2 separate regions of the Mus musculus genome follow, and region 1 is linked to region 2. A link is a contact called in public HiChIP or PLAC-seq data. All regions are on one chromosome and are shown on one strand. Each heading gives the region's core, a stretch centred on a gene start, on an enhancer-like site or on the middle of the called end of the contact. The rest is flanking DNA. Distances are from core to core; before and after follow the strand shown.

Region 1 (6,421 bases), core at 769-3,268, 460 kb before region 2:
AATGGCCTCATTCCATCCCCAGACTTACATCGTGGAAAGGGAAAAATCAAGTCCTGTAGATTGCCCTCTGATCCCCTGCACACACACCATGGTGCATACCTACCCACACACATAAATAAATATGGGAATATAAAAATAGGAAAGAAGCCAAGAATCAGCGTGATGTTTCTTATGCACAGAGAGGGTGTCATATAGAAATGTCCCAATATTTCAAGGTTAAAATTCAACTCTAAAGAGTCAGACTTGGAATGAAAAAGTTTCAGAGATAACTTAAGCCGGTGGTTCTCAACCTCTGTGTTTCGCAATGAAAATATTATGCCTGGGGTCACCACAACATGAGGAACTGTGTTGAAAGGTCTCAGTATTAGGAAGGTTGTAAACCACTGGCTTAGGCTTATATACTTCCGTTTATGTGTGTACAAGGGACATTTAAGGATAGTCTAAGTCAGTTTTTAAGAGATCTGTTAGTAAATGCACATTTAAAATGCTAACCATCAAGAAGGCAGAGCGACATAACTTAATTGGCAGGCTCGGTCTTAGTTGTAAGTAAAGTTATAGCATGTTTTACAATAAATGCCTTCGTAGATTAGATGCTACATAATGCTATTAAAGATGTTCTTTGTAAGTCAAACATATCTAACCAGAGGGTTTTGGTTGCGGTGGCACTGAGGAGTTGGCTCAAGCACGCAGATTTATCTGCCTCTGAGTCCCTATGATGTTTCAAAGCTCGGCAATCCTTTACTTGTAACTAAGCAAAGGTGACAGATAAAGGTGACAGATAAACGAAAAAGCCAAACAAAGGAGCGTAGAGTTGGCCTGGAGAGAGAGCTGTGCCCGTCTTTGCAAGCTCGCCCGTGGCCGTTGTTCATCAGGGCTCTACCTGCGTGGGCTAATTACGAGCACTGGTTATGACAGTCGGCGGCGCAGCAGCTGTAGCTTCCGTCTCCCACGGTGTTTCTGTGTTATCCGTGTGCTTGTGCTCCTGCACTGCCACGCCACGAGACGCCAAGCCAAGGAGAGTCCTCTCTAGCACCCAACAAATGTTAAAACTGGAATAGTCGGTCACCGAAGTCCCTGAAGGACACACCCTCATACTGTGAGCACCAGATTTAGTTGTGGATGCAGGACGGCTCAGCTTGCCTTACCAAAGATGCCAAGGAGCCTCAGGACCTCCCAATCTCAGTCCACATTCATTGACTGCTTTCTACAAACACTGAGCTGAAATATTTTTTCCCAGGGCTGCGGTTCTGGCGCCCTGTTCTTTGTCTTCCACGGATACTCGGCTTGCAGCTGCCTCAGCTCCGTTTGACCCCCGCAAGCACTTCCGGACATCTCCAGCAGGTGGCTCAGCTACGCTCGGTAACTTGTCCATTCTCAGTGATTACTAAGGCAGTCTCCTGCCTCCTACCCTATGTGCGCTTCATCAGCCAAGGGCACCCTCACCGGCACTGTCCTCTGATCGATCCGACCCTCTGGGGTTTCCAGGCTTCTCTAGAGAAAAGGAGCCTTGTCTCTTTTGAGACTATGTCTGTTAAAGTCCTATTCAGTCCAAACTGTTGGCACGCTAATGTCTCAGAGCTGAAAGCGATCTCTTTCGGGCTTTAGTCTGCCCCACCACCACACTGCACCTGTTTAGTCATCTATCCTATGGGGACTATGACTTTCCCCTTTGTCTCAATCGAGCCTCTGAAACCTCCCCTCTCCCCAGCTTTGGAACTCTGCAAGCAAAAGTTTCCTTGGTGTCACCAAACTGTCTCCTCAGTCAGTCGTACAAATGTCTCCTACAAATGCCCTGGATGGGGTGCTTGATTTTAAACCTGACATTTCAACTTGGATGGTTTGTGTGAAGTCTCAAAATGTCCATGAGCATTTCAAGGTTAGGTAGTTTGCTGGTGGCCTAGCCTATGAATGCCTGGCTACTGTAGGGAAGTCAGGACTGGCCCTAGAGTGGAGCAGGCTCGGTGGTACTTCCCTGGTCCACCAAAAGCAGGAGGGCAGGACTGTGGGCTTGCTCAGCCACTTTGGAAGTAACATTATCCAGTTAGCTCCGGTTTTGCGCCACCTTCTGTGTCTAGGCTTTCCCAGCACAAGCCTACTCACGAGGTGGTTGCTAGTTTTTCTTCTTAAGCCAAACCATTAATGTTTATCAGACCGATATTTTAAATTACTGCATCTGCCTTTATGCCTGGCTCTCCTGGGAGCCTTCACAAGCCTACAGAGCTCAGCGGGCATGCCCGGGCTTGTGCAGATTTCACGAGTGTTTACACTAAGGAAAATGCTGTCCTGGGTGAAAGACAGGCACAGCAGGTGACCTCTCTCCTTGGCTTTTTATGAAGAGTCGTGTCCCTTAACTATTAAATTTAAAAGGCATCATTTTGTGTTGGAAATCCATTAAATAGTGGAGGACACCATGGGTGTGAGAGAAACCATACAAAGAGGGCAGTTTATTTGATGCACACGGGGTCATCTTATGAGAATGAAGGTTTTTTGTTCCTTGTTTTGTTTTTTTTTTGTTTGTTTGTTTGGTTTTTTTTTTTTGGGAGATGCATATATTTTCAGGTAAATCTCTGCTCTGGGCAATTTCTCACGGAGGAGACATGTAATGAATAAAACAGTAGCGTTTATGTGGTTTTGAAATTGCTCAGACAAGCAGTTATTTATTTACTTTGTGAGTTAAACACCTGCTTCTGGATTGAGGCAGGCAGGGGCTTCCCTGAGGGGACTCGGGGGTCTTGGGGTGGGGCGGCTAGGAATGAGCCTTCCTTCTAATGCTGCTCGGCATTCTAGGACAACTGATCACAGCTCGCTTCAGTGGGTGAGGGCCAGAAAGCAAATTACACAAATCTGTCCGCTAAACCCATTAAGTCCAGAAATTAAATAAGAATTAGGCTCGGTAAATAGAGAAAGGAGGGCTTACTTTAAGTTGATTGAATCTTCTAGCAAGGCATAGTCAAGTCAGCTGACCCTCTAAGCCCCCTCTACTGGCAACTGTCAGAACTGTGTGGCTTGAAAAAACAGATTTTGAAGTGGCCTTGCTGGGGTGTTCGTTATGTGTTGTTATTTTGAGAATTCAAATCTTTCCCTTTTAATTTCAGCCATAGTTTTTGCATGATTATCTTGATCTCATAATTTCTGCTTAGGTTCTGGAAAGGGAATGAATAATTCATCTCTGACTTACAATTCTTGAAACTAATTATTGGGGGGAGGGGGAAAGATAAGAATTTTAAAGAGATTGCCCAGGAGTAGGCTAATAAGTCACTTAGGTTTCTGCTCTGTTTTGTTTTGATAATTTGGCCTGCTCAGTTAACTAACATTCATTGGTTCTTTAATCCCGACAATATTCACCCGAGGAAATCAAACAGCTTTTACATGCATGTCTCTGGTCCAATATGTACTTCCCTTCCCTTCCCTTCCCTTCTTCCCTTCCCTTCCCTTCCCTTCCCTTCCCTTCCCTTCCCTTCCCTTCTTCCCTTCTTCCCTTCTTCCCTTCTTCCCTTCCCTTCCCTTCCCTTCCCTTCCCTTCCCTTCCCTTCTTCCCTTCCCTTCCCTTCCCTTCCCTTCTTCCCTTCCCTTCTTCCCTTCCCTTCTTCCCTTCCCTTCCCCTCCCTTCCCTTCCCTTCCCTTCTTCCCTTCTTCCCTTCTTCCCTTCTTCCCTTCCCTTCCCTTCCCTTCCCTTCCCTTCCCTTCCCTTCCCTTCCCTTCCCTTCCCTTTCCTTCCCTTCCCTTCTTCCCTTCCCTTCCCTTCCCTTCTTCCCTTCCCTTCTTCCCTTCCCTTCTTCCCTTCCCTTCTTCCCTTCCCTTCCCTTCCCTTCCCTTCCCTTCCCTTCCCTTCCCTTCCCTTCCCTTCCCTTCCCTTCCCTTCCCTTCCCTTCCCTTCCCTTCCCTTCCCTTCCTCAGCCTCTGCCTCTGGATTTCCCAACCGCCCCTGTACCTGCTGCCCATTGCTCCCCCCCCATACCTGCCCATTGCTCTCCCCCAACCCCTGTACCTGCCCATTGCCCTCGGGGGAGACTCTGCATTTCTTTCCCGCCCAGGCCAGCCAGCACCACTTGCTTCTGAGTCTACAGTTTAGCATCTTACCTAATTGTCTTAGTGAGTAAGCGAAGTCTTGATACCAGGCCATAAACAGTTTGCCAACCAGCTACCTTCTTGGGGCACTGGAGATAACTTCGTGAGCATGGTGTATGTTTCGGAGGCTTGGAGAACGCTCCATTTTCAAACAGCCCATGGCCTGCAGTTGCCATACCAGACCTGTGAGGACTGTGAGAACTGACCGAGTCAGCTTCACTGCAGCACCCAGCTCCGAGGGCCTCTGGCATTTCCTTGGCTTCGTGTAGCAGGGTGCAGCCAGCCTCTTCTGCTTCATGTGACCCAGAGGACACAAACAAGGCCATTCATTGAAAAGCCCAAACCTCAGTGTGGCTTTCCTCCCCACACCAGCATGCCTGGCAGGTTGTCTTCTCGGAGACTCTTCTCAATCTCTCTCCTGCCACTACAAATACCCCAACTTTGAAAGTTAGCTAGGAGAAGGTTGGGGGGAAAGGGAGCAAGGATGGGGGACAGGGGCTCCTTAGTTTCAAAAACATTTCTGGGATTAGTTTTTTATGATATAGCTTTCACTAAAAGAGGTTATTTTCCTAGGTGGACTATTGGAACTAACTCTGTTACTCATTTCAACATCACACACACCTTTATTGCTCTCAAATTATAGTTGAACTGAATATATGTGTGTCTCTGTGTGTGTGTATGTTTGTTTGTGTGTGTGGATATGTGTGTCTGTGTGTTTCTGAGCATGTGTCTGTGTGTGTATTTCTCTGTGTGTCTACATGTGTGGATATGTGTGTATGTGTGTCTATATCAGTGTGTGTTGATATGTGTGTGTCTGTGTATTGGTGTGTATGTGTGTTTCTGAGCATGTGTCTGTGTGTGTATTTCTCTGTGTGTCTACATGTGTGTATATGTGTGTCTATATCAGTGTGTGTTGATATGTGTGTCTCTGTGTGTCTGTCTGTGTATGTTTGTGTATCTGTGTGTCTCTGTATATGTGTGTGTATTTCTGTGTGTGTTAGTGCGTGTCTCTGTGTATATGTGTGTATATCTCTGTGTGTACGTGTATCTCTTTGTCTCTCTGTGTGTATATGTGTGTATCTGTGTATGTCTCTGTATGTCTTTGTATATATATGTGTGTATCTCTGTCTCTGTGTGTCTGTGTGTGTAGCTTGGTGTATCTGTGTCTGTCTGTGTGTGTCTCTGTGTCTCTGTATGTGTCTGTGTGTGTCTATGTGTGTCTGTGTATGTCTGTGTTTATCTATCTGTGTATGTGCATCTCTGTGTTTCTGTGTGTGTCTGTGTGTGTATACATGTTCATGTGCATACATGTGGAAATAGAAGCTAACCTTGTGTCATCTACCTTTTCCTTTGAGACAGAGGTTCTCACTGGCCTCAACTCACTGAACCAAGAAAGCCTGTGTAGTTGGCCAGAGAGCAAGAGGGATCCACTGTCTTTGCCTCCTCACTGCTGGGATCACACCTGCCTGGTTTCATCTTGTTTTCATTTTGTGTACACAGCTTCCAGGGGTCTTCATGCTTCCATGGCTAGTAGTTCACTGACTGGGCTGTCAGAAGCCCAGATTGTGTTTAAAACCCTTAATGCTTTGGGTGCAGGCTGCCTGGCTTAAAGTACCCCCCTTTTCTGTTTTATTGATTCTTTGTGAGTTTCACATCATAAACCCAGCCCCACCCATCTCCTAGGACCCTTGTATCTGACATCTACCCTTGCAACCCCCCCAAAAATAAACACACACACACACACACACACACACACACACACGCACACACACACACACGCACATGCACACACACACACACAAACAAAAAAACGAAAGCATAGAAAACATCTCGTTGTAGAAGCTATAGTGTGCCACAGTGTGTGTCCCACAGTGTACCCCTCTGTCCACACATCTTCACTTCCAAATGTTTATTACAGTGAGTCACTGGTTTGGCTCAAGGGCTCTGGCTTCTTCGGCCACACTCTCAATACTGGATCATCACCAGGATGTCTCCTGGTTATCCTGTTGTTGCTCTGTGTCATGAAGATCGGCAGCTTGGGATCAGCAGGACCCAACCCGTTCACGTGTCCCAAAAGTTCACAGATGAGTAGATATTGAGGTGGGTCAACTCAAAGCCTGGGATTAGGGCCTGGATGGTAGCTGAGCTGGTCAGCCCACGCTGGTCAGCCTACGGGCTGTCCCTTACCTGTGCCACCAGGGGGAGCTCTTTAGCACTGCTCTGGCTAGGTCACCTAATACCTTGTAGGCCAGAGACAAGGTCAGCTCTCCTGTTCTGTTCTCCTGTCCTCAGGGCTGGCTTGCCTGCACCCATGCCTCCAGAGCCACCTCCACTGTGCTATCCAGGAAAGGCG
Region 2 (6,226 bases), core at 582-3,081:
TTCACTAGGAAGCTAAGCTGTGTGTTAATGGAGAGGAATAGTCCCTTCTCCACGGGGAAGCTAAGCTACTTCAGATAACTACTCTCTAAGTAAAAGAGATTTTGCGTGACTGCCGCACCCGGGGATCCATCCCATAATCAGCCACCAAACGCAGACACTATTGCATTTGCCAGCAAGATTTTGCTGAAAGGACTCTGATATAGCTGTCTCTTGTGAGGCTATGCTGGGGCCTGGCAAACACAGAAGTGGATGCTCACAGTCAGCTATCGGATGGAACACAGGGCCCCCAATGGAGGAGCTGGAGAAAGTACCCAAGGAGCTGAAGGGGTCTGCAACCCTATAGGTAGAACAACAATATGAACTAACCAGTATCCCCAGAGCTCGTGTCTCTAGCTGCATATGTAGCAGAAGATGGCCTAGTCGGCCATCAGTGGGAGGAGAGGCCCTTGGTCTTGCAAACTTTATATGCCCCAGCACAGGGGAACACCAGGGCCAAGAAGTGGGAGTGAGTGGGTAGGGGAGGGGGTATAGGGGACTTTTGGGATAGCATTTGAAATGTAAATGAAGAAAATACCTAATAAAAAATTGGGGGGAAAAGATTTTGCTAAAGAGCTAGTGGATGGAACCCAAAAGGGTGAGGTGGAAATCATGGTACCATTAAAAACAAATTGTTAAACATCTAGGTAACCACAACGGTCACCGACTGCGTGCAATACTAATTCGAGAAATATAAAATGGTGAAAATACATTAAAAACCAGAGGGGAGTAATGAGAACCTTCTTATCTCTCCAGGAGCTGAATAAACACACAATTATATCAGACACTATGACAGCATGCTAACAGTTTAGGAGTGATAAACAAAACACTAGATACAGAATGTAAAAAAAAAAAGTCCTTATTAGTGGGGGTGGAGCTAAGGATGTGGGGGTGGAGTCTCTAGCACTGTGACTAGTCAGTGCTAGAGAACCTTGCTGTGACTGGTGAAATTCTTTGACTCAGGTGCTGTGGTCTCACGGGTACTCCTGGCTGCTCTGAGGTCTGAATTTACAGGATCACTGGAGGAGGAGGAGGACTCCTCTCCCTCCCCTCCCCTCCCCTCCCCTCCCCTCCCCTCCCCTCCCCTCCCCCTCCCTCTCCTCTGTCCTCCCCTCCCTGTGCCCTGAATAAACTCTCTTCTATACTATAAAGTCATGTCTAGTCCCTCACAGAGAAGGGATGTCTCAGTATGGGCCCACAGAGGCACTCCCTTCCCCCACACCAAACATTCCTTCTCTCCTTCTCTTTTTATAAAACACAACAGTAGAGGGAATTTGGAAAGTAATATCCAAATTATTATTGCTAAAAAAAATTATTACTACCACACTGACGGTTTTTTGAAGCAATGCAAGCTAGGGGTTGGGGAGATGGGGAGTGGTCAGGAGCACTGGCTCTCCTAGCATAGGATGACAGTTCAGTTCCCACTACCACAGAGCTCACAGCCATCCATAGAGGGCTCCGTCCAGAGGATACGATACCTTCCTCTGGCCTCCGGGGGCACTGTATGCAAGTCCCACACAGACACACACGTGGACAAAACACTTATACACATTAATTACGACTAGATATATCTTTTAAAATGCAAACTCACGAAAATCTAAGGTGCATATCAAAACTCAGGCTCTACATCAGACTCTGAGAGCAGAAGCTCATCAGAGGGGGAAATGGCATCGTTGTATCGCTCTATTCAAGGAACTCTATCTAAATTCAAAACCCGCGGTTGGATAAGCAGCCTGTTTAAAAGACGTCTAAATTATCCAGGGTGTGCAATGCTTGCTTCCGCAACAAGGACCTTTTTTTGCCTTCACACACTGCGCTTTAAACTTCGTTCTGGAACTGTCTGGAAGGTGCCAAATACCAATAGCCTCTGGCTGCTCGTAAAATATTTAGAAAATATTCCATAAAAATCTCCAAACAGCAGCTGAGCTACTACATAATTGAGCAACTGGAAAACCGACTTTTACTCTCGTGATCAGGGGGTGGCAGGGATGAGTCTTCCAGAGCCCTGCAGGCAAACAGTGGGAGTGAGAGAGCCAGCGAGTGGGTGTGGCTCAGGGTCTAAGAGCCTCAGGACACAACTGGCCCTGCTTTGTTTCCCACGGGATTTGGGGCCAGAACTGTTTCCTGAGCTCATCATTTCTGCAAAATGGCACTTGGCTCCCCAGGGTCTCCTCCTTTTTTTTTTTTTTTTCTCGTTAATTTGTAGCAGCTTGTGGATGTTGGAGAGGGTGTGGATTTCCTTTGCATTGGTCAATAAGCAACTGTCTTCAGGCAGAATTGTTTGGCAGATTTATTTATTTATTTATTTATTTATTTTTATTTAGAGTACCTGGTTTTTAATTTTTCTAAGTCCTGGCCCTGAGACTCAGTTTCACTGTTCTAATATGAAAAGCACAATTTCTAGAAAGGGAGAATGGCTCAGTGGGTAAAGGTCCTTGTGGCCAAGCCCGACAGGCAGAGAGACAAACCTCCAGAACCCATAAAAGGAGGAAAGAGCTCACTCCTGTAAGTTGTTTTCTGAGTTCCACGTACGCACCACAGCGTGCGTTCCACACACAAGCAAGCAAATCAATAAATACTAAAAACAGGAAGGGGCAGAAAAGAGACAAGCAAGGTCAGCTTTGCACAGCTGTGTTCCAATATGTTTACGTTATATTCCGTGGGCACACGCAGGAGAACGGCTGGGTTTGTTCGTTTTTGATTTGTGTTTTGTGTTTCATTTGGGACAGGGTTTCTCGGTGTAGCTCCGGCTGTCCTGGAACCCACCAGGCTGCCAGGCATGATCTGTTATCCTCGCCTGGAGTACTGGCTAGAAGCAAGCTCTTGAAACAGGCAAGGTCCCGCTGGCATTTCCCATCTCTTCTTTGCCACCGGTGTTGGCCTCGAGGGAAATAACTGTTATCATATAAAGATGCAGGGGGTAGAAAGTCTCTGCCTGTTACCAAGAACTGGGTTAGAGGCGCATGGTTATACGACGCAGCCGTTCCATTGCTCAACGAGGCTCTTTCTTTTATGCTTTATGCTTATGATAAGGTCTCGCTGAGTGGCCCACACCAGCCCTTTTCAGCTCTCTTGCTGGTCAGCCTGTTCTGGCATTCTTTGTCTCTAACTCTCCTGTGACCTCCATACCCAGCCAGCAAGTACATGGGTGCTGGGGACCTGAACTCCTGTCCTTACACTTGGGGGGAAGCGCTTTACCTGCTGAGCCATCGGCTCAGCTCTGTTTTGTTTTGTTTTGTTTTGTTGTTTTGTTTTGGTTTTTTGATTTTTTTTGTTTGTTTTTTTCCAATTCTTCTCTTTAACTGGGCCACATACTATAAGCCGCTTCAAAACTACCGTCCCCTTTTACCCCTTAATAGCTATATACTTTTATAATCAAGTGCTACAATCTATGTTTTGATTAAAAGTGTAGTCTATTTGTATTTATTTTGACTATGGGAAAGATGAATTTAATTTCTTCTACCTTAATTTCACCTCCCATATGTGGTTTTTCGTCTTGCTTTTCTCTATTATTTTATCATTCTATTAAAATGAGTTCTGGTTTTTGCCCTGACTCCACCCCCACACCCCTGGCTCCACCCTCACATTACTGACTCCACCCTCACACCCCTGACTCCACCCTCACATTACTGACTCCACCTGGAGTGGCCAGGGATGTGGGGGTGGAGCTCTCTAGCAGTGACCGGTCACAGCGGTCACAGAGTGGCTCTCTAGCACTGAATAGTCGCAGTGTGGTTCTCTAGCACAGACTAGTTACTCACATTCGTTCTCTCTCAGAATCTGCTCTCTCCCGATGTCTCAAGTCGCTTTTCCGACCACTATAATCTGCCTACCCACATTTTCCCTTGCTAACATAGTGCCTGCATTCATCAAGTTCAGAAAAGTAAGCTGGTGTGCTGGATTCTGGCCAACTGCAGAGAACGTCTCTGCAGCTGCTGGGAGACTGTAGGAGACAGCCTTGTAACATCTCTGCGCAACTGGCGACATACACAAATGGTTTTAAAGTCTTGAGTTATTCCTGAAGCAAGTAAGCACGTCTCCATCTGCTTCATTGTTACTGTGACACTAAAGAAAATAATTTATATGGAAACTATATATGTGAATATATATATATATATATACATACATACATACATGTACATGTATATATGACATGATATTATCATTTCAGCCAAAGGCTCACATTTCTGAAACAGCCAGAAGTATAGGAAATTAGATGGAGTGGTCCAAGATGAAGTCATGTACATAATTTCCAGAGAAGGAGACTGCCACGCCTAGGTCATACACCTCTTCTTTGAGTTGGGGATTTGCATCAAAAAACCAAGCGCAGTCTATACGCCATGCGTCTGTAAGGAAACGGAGGCAGAAGAGCCGAACTGATGACAGAACTTCCATTGACTTCTCTTAATTAACTCACTCCAGGGAAGCAAATGTAATCTGCTCTCCCTAGAGCCTCCCAATGTGTCAGAAGTCTATGTGTTTTCATTACACGAATTGCTTCACCAGCGGCCACAGTGGGAAGCCCCAGCGCTTTGCAAACCTGCATTGATGCAACAATTTATTTGGAAGCCAATAAGAGGAAGAGTCAGCCCAGAAAGTGTAATGGACCCAGCTTGAACTTCTAGCCAACACCATTGAGCACCTGTTAGTGATCGTAAAGAAGTTAGAGGCGCTAGAACACACTGTACTGCATCCGATGCCCGGCGGCCACGGTGAATTTATGCTTAGCCCCCTAAGCACATTAGGCTTACATTCTCGTGCAATTTCCACACCTTCTCTACATGCTGTACATTCTCCACAAGTTAGCCTCAGAAAAGCAGACCTTCCCCCCACAGGACTCACAAAGGCATTCAGGGTGTCCCAAAATTTGAAAGGAACTAGGGTCAATAAATTAGGGGATGTAGAGAGGGAAAAAAATTGGTTGGGTAGGAATAAAAAAAAAATTGTGGGCCAGCAAGATGGCTCAGCAGGTAAAGGTGCTTGAGGCCAAGTCCAAGGTCATGAGTTCAATCCCCAAGACATACAGAGTGGAAGGAGAGCGTCAACATTCACAAGTTGTCCTCTGACCTCCACAGCCATACTGTGATACACACATGTCCGGGCCACCCCCGGTTAATAACTGTAATAAAAATCTTTTGCTTGGGAATAGACATATTAAGCACAGTGATAACAAAATAAGTCGTGAGAAAAAAAATATTTGCATTATTTGTCACAATGAAAGAGTTGGTGCATAAAGAGCTTTGATACAAAAGAGCTTCTCACCACAGGAAGTAAACGTTTTGTTAGGGACCTAGGGAAATATGGGCGCAAGCAGTAAGAGAATGCAAATGAAAAACGTCATCACTGGACACGTCCCACCCTTAGAAAGGCAAACTGTGAAACGTCTGACAAAGGAAATGGGAAGAAATGGTGGATCCTAGTAAAATTATTAGACGAATTTTTTGCTTTGTTTCCATGACACCAGAGAGGAACCCTGAGATTTCAAACGCTGGAAAAACAGGAACCTACACACAAAAGATTCATTATGCAGCTGTTTGAAGTAGAAAAGGGCTGAAGCCACCCAGCGTTCATCTGTGAGGTGTGAAATAAGCCACAGCCCGGGGAGACCCACTCAGTCCATCACCATCACTGGAAACCTTGTTAACATGGGTGGTGCCTGGGTCCCAAGATGGGCTCCTGCAGGTGGACACCCAGCTTGTCCCTTATTTTATAGGTTTAATTTGGAAGAACACAAACATCTTACTTTGCTATAATAAAAAACAAACAAACAAACAAACAAAAACGTAAAAATAGCACGAAGCAAATAAACTAGAGTGGCAGAGCCACTCAGAGCCACGGCTCTGCGGACGATCTCCAAGCACGTTTGGCTGTGAAGTTCCAGCACGAAAGAGCTCACAAAAAAACAGAGGGTGAGGGGTAAATGCCAATCACCTCAAAGCTCTTCCAGTCAGCCTGCTGTTGGCAGGGGCACGGCTGTGATTCGGTGGCAAGAGATGAACCAAGTGCAGAACTACCAGACAAATGGTAAAGATCTTCATTTCAGCGTTTTCACAGTCGTTGGCAAATGAGACCCTCGGCATGGGGAAAAGAGAGACTAGAAAGAGGAGGAGGAAGAGGAGAAGGAGGAGGAGGAGGAGGAGGAGGAGGAGGAGTTTATGCACAAACACCTTAACCTTGAGTTGCAAGTATT

Evidence for each region. HiChIP or PLAC-seq counts read pairs in DNA pulled down with a chosen protein or histone mark.
Region 1: an H3K27ac HiChIP or PLAC-seq map of embryonic stem cells shows a contact between it and region 2, with 6 times the contacts expected there. The contact joins two enhancer-like sites. A contact is called at or near these places in 2 of 484 Hi-C or Micro-C datasets (forebrain and uterus), 4 of 115 datasets of contacts at active chromatin or transcription factors (embryonic stem cells, epiblast stem cells and stem cell-derived neural progenitor cells) and 1 of 9 other capture datasets (embryonic stem cells).

What each region holds. Positions count from the first base shown.
Region 1 is chr15:96,948,513-96,954,933 of GRCm38.p6, reverse strand. No RefSeq gene overlaps it. Among named protein-coding and RNA genes, the nearest start is that of Gm32840, 92 kb to the left of the region's middle. Within about 2 kb of position 2,018, at least 63 of the 459 cell types and tissues checked have an H3K27ac peak or open chromatin away from gene starts, as enhancers often do. A contact at or near this core is called in embryonic stem cells, where this site is marked.
Region 2 is chr15:96,484,971-96,491,196 of GRCm38.p6, reverse strand. No RefSeq gene overlaps it. Among named protein-coding and RNA genes, the nearest start is that of Gm41392, 6.4 kb to the left of the region's middle. Within about 2 kb of position 1,831, at least 74 of the 459 cell types and tissues checked have an H3K27ac peak or open chromatin away from gene starts, as enhancers often do. A contact at or near this core is called in embryonic stem cells, where this site is marked.